Linked DNA regions of Macaca mulatta: region 2 is linked to region 1. A link is a contact called in public Hi-C data. All regions are on one chromosome and are shown on one strand. Each heading gives the region's core, a stretch centred on a gene start, on an enhancer-like site or on the middle of the called end of the contact. The rest is flanking DNA. Distances are from core to core; before and after follow the strand shown.

The links. A called contact is a pair of places that touch in the nucleus more often than the background predicts.
Region 2: a Hi-C map of fetal cortex germinal zone shows a contact between it and region 1, with 3 times the contacts expected there. The contact joins the promoter of CARMIL3 here to the promoter of DHRS2 in region 1. A contact is called at or near these places in 2 of 14 Hi-C or Micro-C datasets (fetal cortex germinal zone and liver).

The regions. Positions count from the first base shown.
Region 1 is chr7:96,728,740-96,733,577 of T2T-MMU8v2.0, reverse strand. DHRS2 (dehydrogenase/reductase 2) reads right to left here and starts at 2,484. Exons shown (of 9, transcript XM_077940731.1): 1 at 2,332-2,484.
Region 2 is chr7:97,162,837-97,167,674 of T2T-MMU8v2.0, reverse strand. It overlaps CARMIL3 (capping protein regulator and myosin 1 linker 3), which reads right to left and starts at 2,140. Exons shown (of 40, transcript XR_013396131.1): 1 at 1,554-2,140; 2 at 1-42. DHRS4L1 (dehydrogenase/reductase (SDR family) member 4 like 1) reads right to left here. Exons shown (of 5, transcript NM_001277870.2): 4 at 4,445-4,500; 5 at 2,388-2,913. The coding sequence ends at 2,799. All of the region lies in intron 1 of LOC144330191 (a long non-coding RNA gene), which reads left to right.

The DNA of each region.
Region 1 (4,838 bases), core at 1,235-3,734:
CTGTACTCAGTATCAAAATGCAGGCGACCAAATGCTCTGCTTTGGGAAGGAAGCTTTGGTTTCCGATTTATGTCTCTTCTGATATTGTATTTCCAAAAACAATCTTTGCAGGTCCTAGACCTCCCCGCTCTTTCCTCCCAACTGCTTCCACTCTGCCTGCTGTTGCTCTCGCTTTCTCTTTCACACGCCCTCTCTCCTTCCTGCAAGGTCATATTTACAGCCTTGCATTTCGTGGAGACAATAGGTTTCAGCTCCTGATTGGTCTACCTTTCTAAACAGGACACCAGATTCTGAACATCGTTATGCCCCCCTGGGGAACTCCTCTCCCTCTGCTGCGAGCATAGATTAACCCCCTTTTGAGGTTGAGGGGAATCCAGTCTCCTTGACTGCGAGGACAGGAGGAAAAAGAGGACTCGCCTTTTGTCGGGACAGGACGCCCCCTGCTGGAAGGCTAGAGTAACAGCACCTCTGAGAAATGTTCCTGTCTCAGCAAGTCTGGCTGTCCCTTTTCTGGCTTCTAACCGTTCTCACCAAGCCCTGCTTGTCTGAACTTGCCTCAATGTGGTTTGCAGGAAAGCTGACCTATTGTAAGGAAAGGCAACTCTGTCTGGCCTGTTGCAGGTAAACAATCTGCAGAAATGAAGTCAGGCCTCCTCTGTCTCCCCTGCTTCCCCTTCCCAGGTAAAGCCCCTCTTTTGGCTGGGAGGATGGGAAGAGTGAGCAGCTTCCAAGGCCTCTGGTTCACCCTTCCCCACTCACTCATGCTTTCCCCAAAACAGTCAGCTGGGTCAGCTGGAGCAGAATTGACCACAGGTCCTGGGAGCTTACAATGGTCCCTGAGCTTGGCACTGCCCACTCTGATACCCCTTTCCATGCTGATCAATTCAGATGCCCAAATTGGGGGTAGGGAAGCTGAATGGACACACCCTTAACCCAGTCCCATCTTGGAGGTGAATGGTCTTCAGCACTGGTCCAAAGAGAGAAGAGAAGGGAAACGGAAAGGGGTGGCGGGTGGGTGGAGGAAGAAAACAAAGATTAGAGGAGAAAGAATGAGAAACATGGAAGAGTTAGAAACATTGAAAATCAGAAAAGAAAGAATAATGTAAACAGGAAATAAAATTCTAAGCTCCCCAACGAACTGAAAGCACTCCTCCACTTGGCAAAGGGCATTCCAAAGTCAACCTTAAAAACCAGTGCAGGCCATGATGGGAATGTGGGATTGGACATGCCTCATTATACCCTCCTCCCTTTTGAGTTCAGGCATGACTGACCAGCATTACATTAAAATGGAGATCTTATGGCTCAAAAAACAGACTTTGTAGCAATAAGATATGAAATTCTAACCTGACTCTAGTATAGCATCACATGACAGATAGCAGGTCCTGAAAAAAACTGAAGTATTTTACACCAAAATGCATTTCTTTGACATTTTTTGAAATGGCCTTGCAAAGCTGTCTTTCGTGAGGAAAATTTACATCCTATAGAAAATCCCCTTCCCTTTCCAGGTCTTTTCCTGATCCAAGAGAGATTTAACTAAGAGTCTGGCACCTTTTAGGGTCTGATAAAATATATTTACAATCTATTATCTATCAGGCCTACTACCTGGAGGCTTCATCTACATAACAAGAACCTTGGCTTCCACAACTCCCCTTATCTTAACTGCAAACATTTCTTTCTATTGACCTCAACTCTTTGGGCAGAGCTTAACCCTTTCAACCAGTTGCCAATCAGAAAATCTTTAAATCCACCTATGACCTGGAAGCCCCCACTCCAAGATGTCCTGCCTTTCTGGGCCTAAACAATGTAACCCTTACATGTATTGACTTGTGTCTCTGCCTGTAGCTTCTGTTCTCCTAAGATGTATAAAATCAAGCTGTAACCCAACCACCTTGGGCATATATTCTCAGGACCTCCTGGACCTGTGTCATGGGTCATGGTCCTCACATTTGGCTCAGAATAAATCTCTTCAAATATTTTACAGTTTGACTCTTTTTCATCAGCACTAAGGAGATATCAGCAGAAGCTCTGTGATCTTGGGCAAGTCTGTTCCCCTCTTGCTCCATCCATATCACAGTAAAATAAGGGGTTGACTTGGGTGGTCCAAAGGACTCTGATAGCCCCAAGAGGTTTGTAACGATAATCAAAGAAGAAATACACTGAGCTGCAGACATAGAGCCAGGAAGAAAGAAGCATCAACATAAAAAGTAAATAGGAGTGATGATGTGCGGTTCCAGTCATTATAGACCCAACACAAGGCAGTGAGGCACACTAGCCCCAACCAGAGCCATATCATGCCTGCCCTGGGCAGTGGTGATGCTGGCCCAGGCTTACCTTGCTGTACACCTGTCTGTCAGCAGTGCAGGTCGGCAGCCCTTCTGTCAGCCAGTCTGCAACTGAGTGTGAGGATGTGAGTAAGCAGCAGGCTGGATTTCAGGCACTGCAGATTCTATCTGAACAACTCAAAGATTCCTGGAATTTATAGCCCCAGAATTCAGAAAGGGGGGAGGAGGGTTTCTGAAAAGGCCCCACCCATGCCTTGGGAGGAAACCTAGGGGAAGTGCAGGACTCCTTGTCTGAGTAATATTCTGCAGAATGCTGCACATACCACTTAACAAGCATAACCAGCAAAAGAGTACAGCTGCTTGCCGCTTGTGGAAAGAAGTCAAAATAATAGTAGTTATGATAAGAGGGAGCAAGATGTCTTTATTATCCATGTTAGCAGGGGAAGAGTAGAAAGCAATTCCATTCTTCAATTTGTGAAGGGAACATAGGAGTTTTCAAAGAAAGGGTTTGGAATGCAAAATATGACTAATTACATAGTATTAATAATATAATAATATAATAATTATCAAATTATTTAAATCATTATAACTAGGCTCAAACACATCTTTAGTAATAAAAATAGGAACCATTACAATCAACACATTTTTGCCAATAAGAAATAAGTTTATTTATTCCTGTAGCATAAAAATCCATCCTTCAGGATTCAGTGAACTCTTGGAAAGCACTTTCTGCATCCTGCTTGTTGTGGAAGTGTTTTCCCTGCAAAAAGTTGTCGAGATACTTGAAGAAGTAGTAGTCAGTTGGTGAGATGTCTGGCGAATATGACAGATGAGGCAAAATTTCAAAGCCCAATTCATTCAACTTTTGAAATGTTGGTTGTGCAATGAGTGGTTGGACCTTGTCGTGGAGAACTGGGCCTTTTCTGTTGACCGATGCCTGCTGCAGGTGTTGCAGTTTTCAGTGCATCTCATCAATTTGCTGAGCGGTCTTCTTACAAGTAATGGCTTTGCCAGGATTCAGAAAGCTGTAGTGGATCAAACCAGCAGCAGACAACCAAACAGTGACCATGACCTTTTTTTGGAGCAAGATTGGCTTTAGGAAGTGCTTTGGAGTTTCTTCTCAGTCCAATCACTGAGCTAGTCATTGCTGGTTGACGTATAAAATTCACTTTTCATTGCACATCACGATTCAACTGGAAAGTAGTTCATTGTTATTGCATAGAATAAGAGGAAGATGACACTTTAAAACAATAATTTTTTGACTTTCAGTCAGCTCATGAGGCACCCATTTATTGAGCTTTTTCACCTTTCCAATTTGCTTCAAATGCTGAATGTAGAATGGTCAGCAACTTCTAGTGTAGTTGTAAGAGGATCAGCTTCAATAACTGCTCTCAATTTGTCATCAACTTCCAATGACCGGCCACTACACTCCTCATCTTCAAGGCTCTCATCTCCTTTGCAAAACTTCTTGAACCACCACTACACTGTATATTTGTTAGCAGTTCCTGGGCCAAATGTGTTGTTTATAATGATGTGAGTTGTTTCCACTGCTTTACAACCCATTTTGAACTCAAGAAAATAGCTCAAATTTGCTTTTTGTCTAACATCATTTCCATAGTCTAAGTATAAAATAAATAGCAAGTAACAAGTTATTAGCAAAAAAAATGCAAAGCAATAAATGCACATTAAAATGATGTATAGCATAAGCATATTTATTTAAGAACGTATTCCAATATCAAACGGCAAATTTCAACAACGCAAAAACCACAATTATGTTTGCACCAACCTAATAATCAAGTCACTCTTCAGCTGGGAGTGAGTTCTGTCCCTGATGTAATCTTTTGTTGGAGAGAATTCCAGAGCTTTCTGGTCCCTATCAGGATCTGAGACCTGAAGATGTTACCACTAGGGAATATATGAGTCACATTGCACCAAAGTATGTTAGCAACAGCATATCAATATGGGTCTGCAGCAACCTCAGTTTTTGCCTCCTCCGAAGAAAGAATTCGACTGAGGGGCATAAGGCAGAGTGAGGAACTGGGGGAACTTTTTGAACAGGAGTGGAAGTTTATTCAAAAGCTCTAGTGCAGGAATGAAAGAAAGTCAAGTGCACTTAGAAGAGGGCCAAGCGGCCGGGCGCGGTGGCTCAAGCCTGTAATCCCAGTACTTTGGGAGGCCGAGACGGGCGGATCACGAGGTCAGGAGATCAAGACCATCCTGGCTAACACGGTGAAACCCCGTCTCCACTAAAAAATACAAAAAACTAGCCGGGCGAGGTGGCAGGCGCCTGTAGTCCCAGCTACTCGGGAGGCTGAGGCAGGAGAATGGCGTAAACCTGGGAGGCGGAGCTTGCAGTGAGCTGAGATCCGGCCACTGCACTCCAGCTTGGGCGACAGAGCGAGACTCCGTCTCAAAAAAAAAAAAAAAAAGAAGAGGACCAAGCAGGTGACTTGAGAAATCAAGTGCCAGTTTGACCTTTGACTTGGTGTCTTATATGTTGCCATGCTTCCGGGGTTGTGTTACTTCTCCCCTGATTCTTCCCTTGGGGTGGGCTGT
Region 2 (4,838 bases), core at 891-3,390, 430 kb before region 1:
GTTGGAGCACGGCCCCTTGGCTCAGGCACCTCCGGATACTGTCTGAGGGTGAGTGGGAGCCTGCTCAGAGCTTCCCCTTACCCTGGCCACCTCCACCTCCCAGAGCTCTCCAGATAGAGGCAGGGTCAGGGTCAAATGGGATGAGAGAGAAACAGAGAGACAAGGGAGGACAGGGACAGAGGCCTTTCCTGCTTGGGTGACTTTTCACACTCTTTCTTTTTGGCTTTTCTCTTCCTATTAGAGAAGGAGTAGAATATGGAGAAAACTCTGGCTCCTGATGTCCCTGAGTCAGGGGACGGTTGCTGACTGTCTGTGGGAGGGTGTGTCTTACACTTCTAAGGGTGTGAAGAATTTCCAACCCATGCACTACAACAGCCATTGACACATACACAGTGAGTCAGTGTGTGGGGGTGTGGGGTGTCCCTTTGACTATATTCTAGGTGGTCTGGGTGTGAGTGTCTGCCTTTACTATGAGAGTGTGCATGCCTCCTGGAGATGTCAGGGAGTCTGAGTGTGGCATTGGTGGGGACAGGTAAGTGTGAATGAGTATGCTGTGGAAGGGGCACAGAGCCAGACAGTTCCTCCCTGTGTGTTGGGCAGGGAGAAGAATTAACGTTTAAATGAGACCCATACCATCTGCTGGCAGAACCACCCAGATATAGTGTGTGTGTGTGTGTGTGCGCGCGCGCGCGTGTGCTGGGGTGCCATCTCTGTGAAGATGTGTTTACACACGTCTCACGATTGTGCTGTGTGTGTGTGCAGGTGTGGGAGACCGCCACGGTGCAGCATGCCTCTGAGTATCCATGAGCATCCTGCGCTTTGCGTGGGCTAGCCTGTGCTCCCGTCTCTGGGGGTCAGGGTTGTGGCAGTGCTGGGTGGCCGGGCCTGGGTTTGGGCTAGGTCTGAGAACCATGCAAACGGGAGCAGCCTTGATGTGTGGGTGGTGGGTAGCTAGAAGGAGGCAGGCTGGGACGGGGGCTGTGGGAGGCGAGCCGCAGAGACCCTCCTGCTCTTGGTTTTAGCTCCAATCCAGGGCCTCTTCCCTGACTCTCTTCTTTGCCCCACTGGCCTGGGCGCTGCCCAGCTCCTAAGGGGCTCTTCAGGGCCAGTTCCGGGGCGGGGCCGGGAGGAGGGAGGGTGTTAAGCCACGCAGCGGTCAGGACCAGGGGCAGCTCCCATTGCCGGGAGGGGCGGGCTTGGCCCCGCCCGGCGGGGAAGCGGGGACTCTCCGGAGGGGAGACCGGACGCTTCGCCGAAGGTGGGCCAGGAACGCCGAGAGTCAGCCCCAGAGAGCGCCAGGGAACTGCACCTGTCACCGAAGGGCGGGACGGGCGGCTCCGGGACAGGAAGGTCCCGACCGGGTGAGGCGAAGCAGGCAGCGGAGGTGCTCCGGGGACAGCGATGCCCGGACTGGGATGCAGGGGCTGCCTTGGAGCCGGGATGCATGGGGTGAGGGGTGTGAGACACCGGGCTGGGGTGCACCGCGGGGAGGAACGCGCTGGGTCTGGGATGCTCCCGGACGGGGCGTCCCGGAGACCGAGGCAGCCTCGTACCTTGCAACTCGCGGGTGAGCTCCACGCTGGGCTTGGCCATGGCGGCCGCTGTTGCTGAGGCTGCTGCAGAGGAGCCGCCGCCACCGCTGGGGAGCCGCAGCACATGCTAGACCCGGCTTCGGCAGGGCCCAGGCGCTGAGCGCTGCAGCAGCGGCCGAGCCCGCTCGGGTCAGGGGCGGCTGCTTGAGCGCTCCTCCCCCGGCCACGGAGCGCCGGCTCCCCCGCCCCGCCCGGAGAGCTGCCCGACTGAGCATGCGCGACGCGCGGCCGAGCAGCGTGAGACCCCCCGCGCGCGCTCACGCGGACCCCTCTCGCCGGCTCCCGCGTGAGCGGGCCGGTGTGCGTCGCCAGGTGTCCGGGCCTTCGGGGTAGGGGGCAGCGTCCCCGCTTTCCGTCTACTATTCCTCGGGCCAGTGGGCAGAACCCATTTCTTTTGTTTGTGGGCCTGGGCAGCTTGCAGGGCGTTTCTCTATTCCCCACCGGCTCAGGACCTGTTCAGCTTGTCCTTGCTGACTCGGGAGGGAACTCGGGACCTAGGGCCATGCCAGAAGGGGACCTGGCCAGATCTGGGAGGCAAGGGGCGGGGAGATGTTAGAGAGTTCATCCTTCCCCACCCTCGCCCGGCTCGCCCTGCCTCGGGGATCCCCGTGGTGTCCTGGGAGTTCCCGTGCCACCTTCCTTCCAGTTGGCAGCTCTGCAGACACCTCCACCCCTGCACATCACGCTCAGGTCCTGGAGACAGGGAGGAGGGCTGGGGGATCCAGAGATCCAGCCTGGCCAGACTTCTGCTCTCTGCTCAGCTAAGCACCCCACACTGAGAAATGAACACGTGGATTCGATTCAAAGCCCTGCAATCATCTGCATTTTATTTGCACCTCATTTGCAAGTTGTTAATTTGCAACTCTGCTCCTTCCACTCCAGCTTCCTTCTCTCCCATCTCCCCTCAAATTCCCCAGTGGCCCGGGCAAAAAATATCTGTTGGTCTTTGCCAAGGTAGACTCAGCCTTGTCAGCAGACCTGTCCTGTGTTCTCAGGGGAGGCCTTTACCCAAGGCCACAACAACAGCAGGAATCCTGAGTAAGACACCACCTTGACTGCAGGGAAGGCTGCATCTTTTCACAGGGCAGAACTGATTTTATGAGGTGAACAGTAAGGTGAGGAGAGGTGGGAAAGGCCAGTGGATGAATGGAGGAACAGCACCAGGAGCTAGAGCCCAACACTGCCCCATGGGCTGTTTCCAGGTCCTCAGAGGCGGGACGGGGTTCCTCCACCCACCACCACTGTCTCCCCAGTGATGTAGGTGGCATATTCAAAGCACAGGAAAGACAAGATGCCAGCATAATCCTCTGACTCGCCTAACCTGGGGAATAGGGGAAGCAAGAAAGGGAGTAAAAATCAAACAGGTCTGCCTCCCTCACTCGGCCCACAGGGAATGAAATTTGCTTAATCAAGAATTATCAGATGACTTTTCAGGATCAGTGTACAAGCTTTCCGCCTATCAAATAGTGTTACCATGAGGATATGCTGTTATAATTTAGTATGAGCATACTGTACTCTGCAAAAACCATTACCCATAATATTCAAATACTGTAGAAACACACTGTTTTTTAGAGAGCTCAGGACACCAAAATCCAAAGTTATACAGATAAAATAGTAAGCAATTATTTCATACTTCAGAAAAAAAAATGGTTTCACATGTGCACACACTAAAGTATCAGGGAATCTGTGTGACAGTAAATGGTGTGTTTAAAATGATTCCATTTGTACAGGTTCAACTTACAGACAACTTTTTCAGGAATCTATACTTGTCCCTTAAAGTTAGGTTCATTTGGTGAGAATGTGCTAATTCTTATTTTATCAGTGACTGCATAGTTAGGAGACACTTTAATTTGCCTGCCATAGAATGCTCTAGAGGTGGGCAAAGTGAGTAACTCAAACATACAAGGGCTGAATTAATGGTTCTCCATTCTAGCTGTACCTTGCAATCATTTGAGAGGCTTAAACAAACAAACAAAACAAAACAAAAAAACAAAACAAAACAAAAAAAAGAAAAGAAAAGACAAAGAAAAACAAAAGCCCAGATGGTCAAGTCCTACCTTGGACCAATTACAAAAGAATCTCTGGGAGTGGGTGGGGCCTGAGCATCTGCAGTTTAAAAAGCTCCCCAGGTGATTCTAATGTGAATCCAGGATCGAGCTACATGGGCTAGATCAATTCATTGGAGCTCTAGGATGACAATCCCGAATTATTAATGAGTTACAAACTAGGCCTGCAGCTCATGCCTGACATCAGAATGCCTTTGGGAAGATTTGGGATGTCTGGACCAGTACAGAGTTAGGCATTGCTGGCATCTGTCCTCGAAGCCAGAAGATAGAGAGAGGCAGGGAATTTAGAGGAAAGGGAGCCCGACAAAGGTGCTTGAACAGTTCACCCAGCTCACTGGGGAAGAAAGTAACTCCTTAGGCAAGGGGAGTTTGGGGCTTAGTAAAGCTCTTCATTCTTTTCATTTGGATTGTAGATCATCAACCTGAGTTTCATAAACATGTGTCATTATTCAAGGGAACTAAAAATGCATGGTTTTGGTTTTGGTCTTTGGTCTCCATGGATGCTCAGAGGTGGAGGCAATCTCCCAGGTGGAGAAAGGACTCAGGACTTCTCCCAGAGCTCTGCACTGCTGAAACCCCGATGTCTCTGGGTTTACCTTTTGAAAGGGAAGCTGACTTCTTGCTCAGGCCACTGCAGTGAGAGTGTTTATGAATTTGTGGTCTGTGAGGCAGAGGAGAGCCTGCCTGTGTTATCTGTGGGACTGAGACAGTGGACTGTGGGCTGCTAGGGACCAGACCTTTCCATCTTCATGCCTCTTAGGGCCCTTGACCGCATGATGGTTTTACCTTCTGATCTGCAGAGTTTCTTTCATTCTTTCCTCTTTTTCCTTGTCTATCCAGAGCTGCAGGAAGAAGGGAAATGTCTTTATGTTTAAGAAGAGGAAAGCGAAGAACAGAAAGGGAAGAAACTGCCTGTCCTCATGGCAAGAGAGTAAGGATGGACAGACTTCCCTCTTTCACTTCCTATTTCTTTTTCTAGCTCCCAGCTCTCCCCACTGCCGTCATGTGTTTCATTTGTTTCAGGTTCTAGTGATGCATTTTGCTGCATCTCTCCAATTCTCATCCATGTAAGGAGAGAGGAAACAGTGTGAGTAGAGTCTGAATACCTCAGTCTCCACCCTATACCTCAGGAAAGGTTTGATAGGAGTCTGGCTTGGAAAGGGCAGTTGGTACAGAGAGG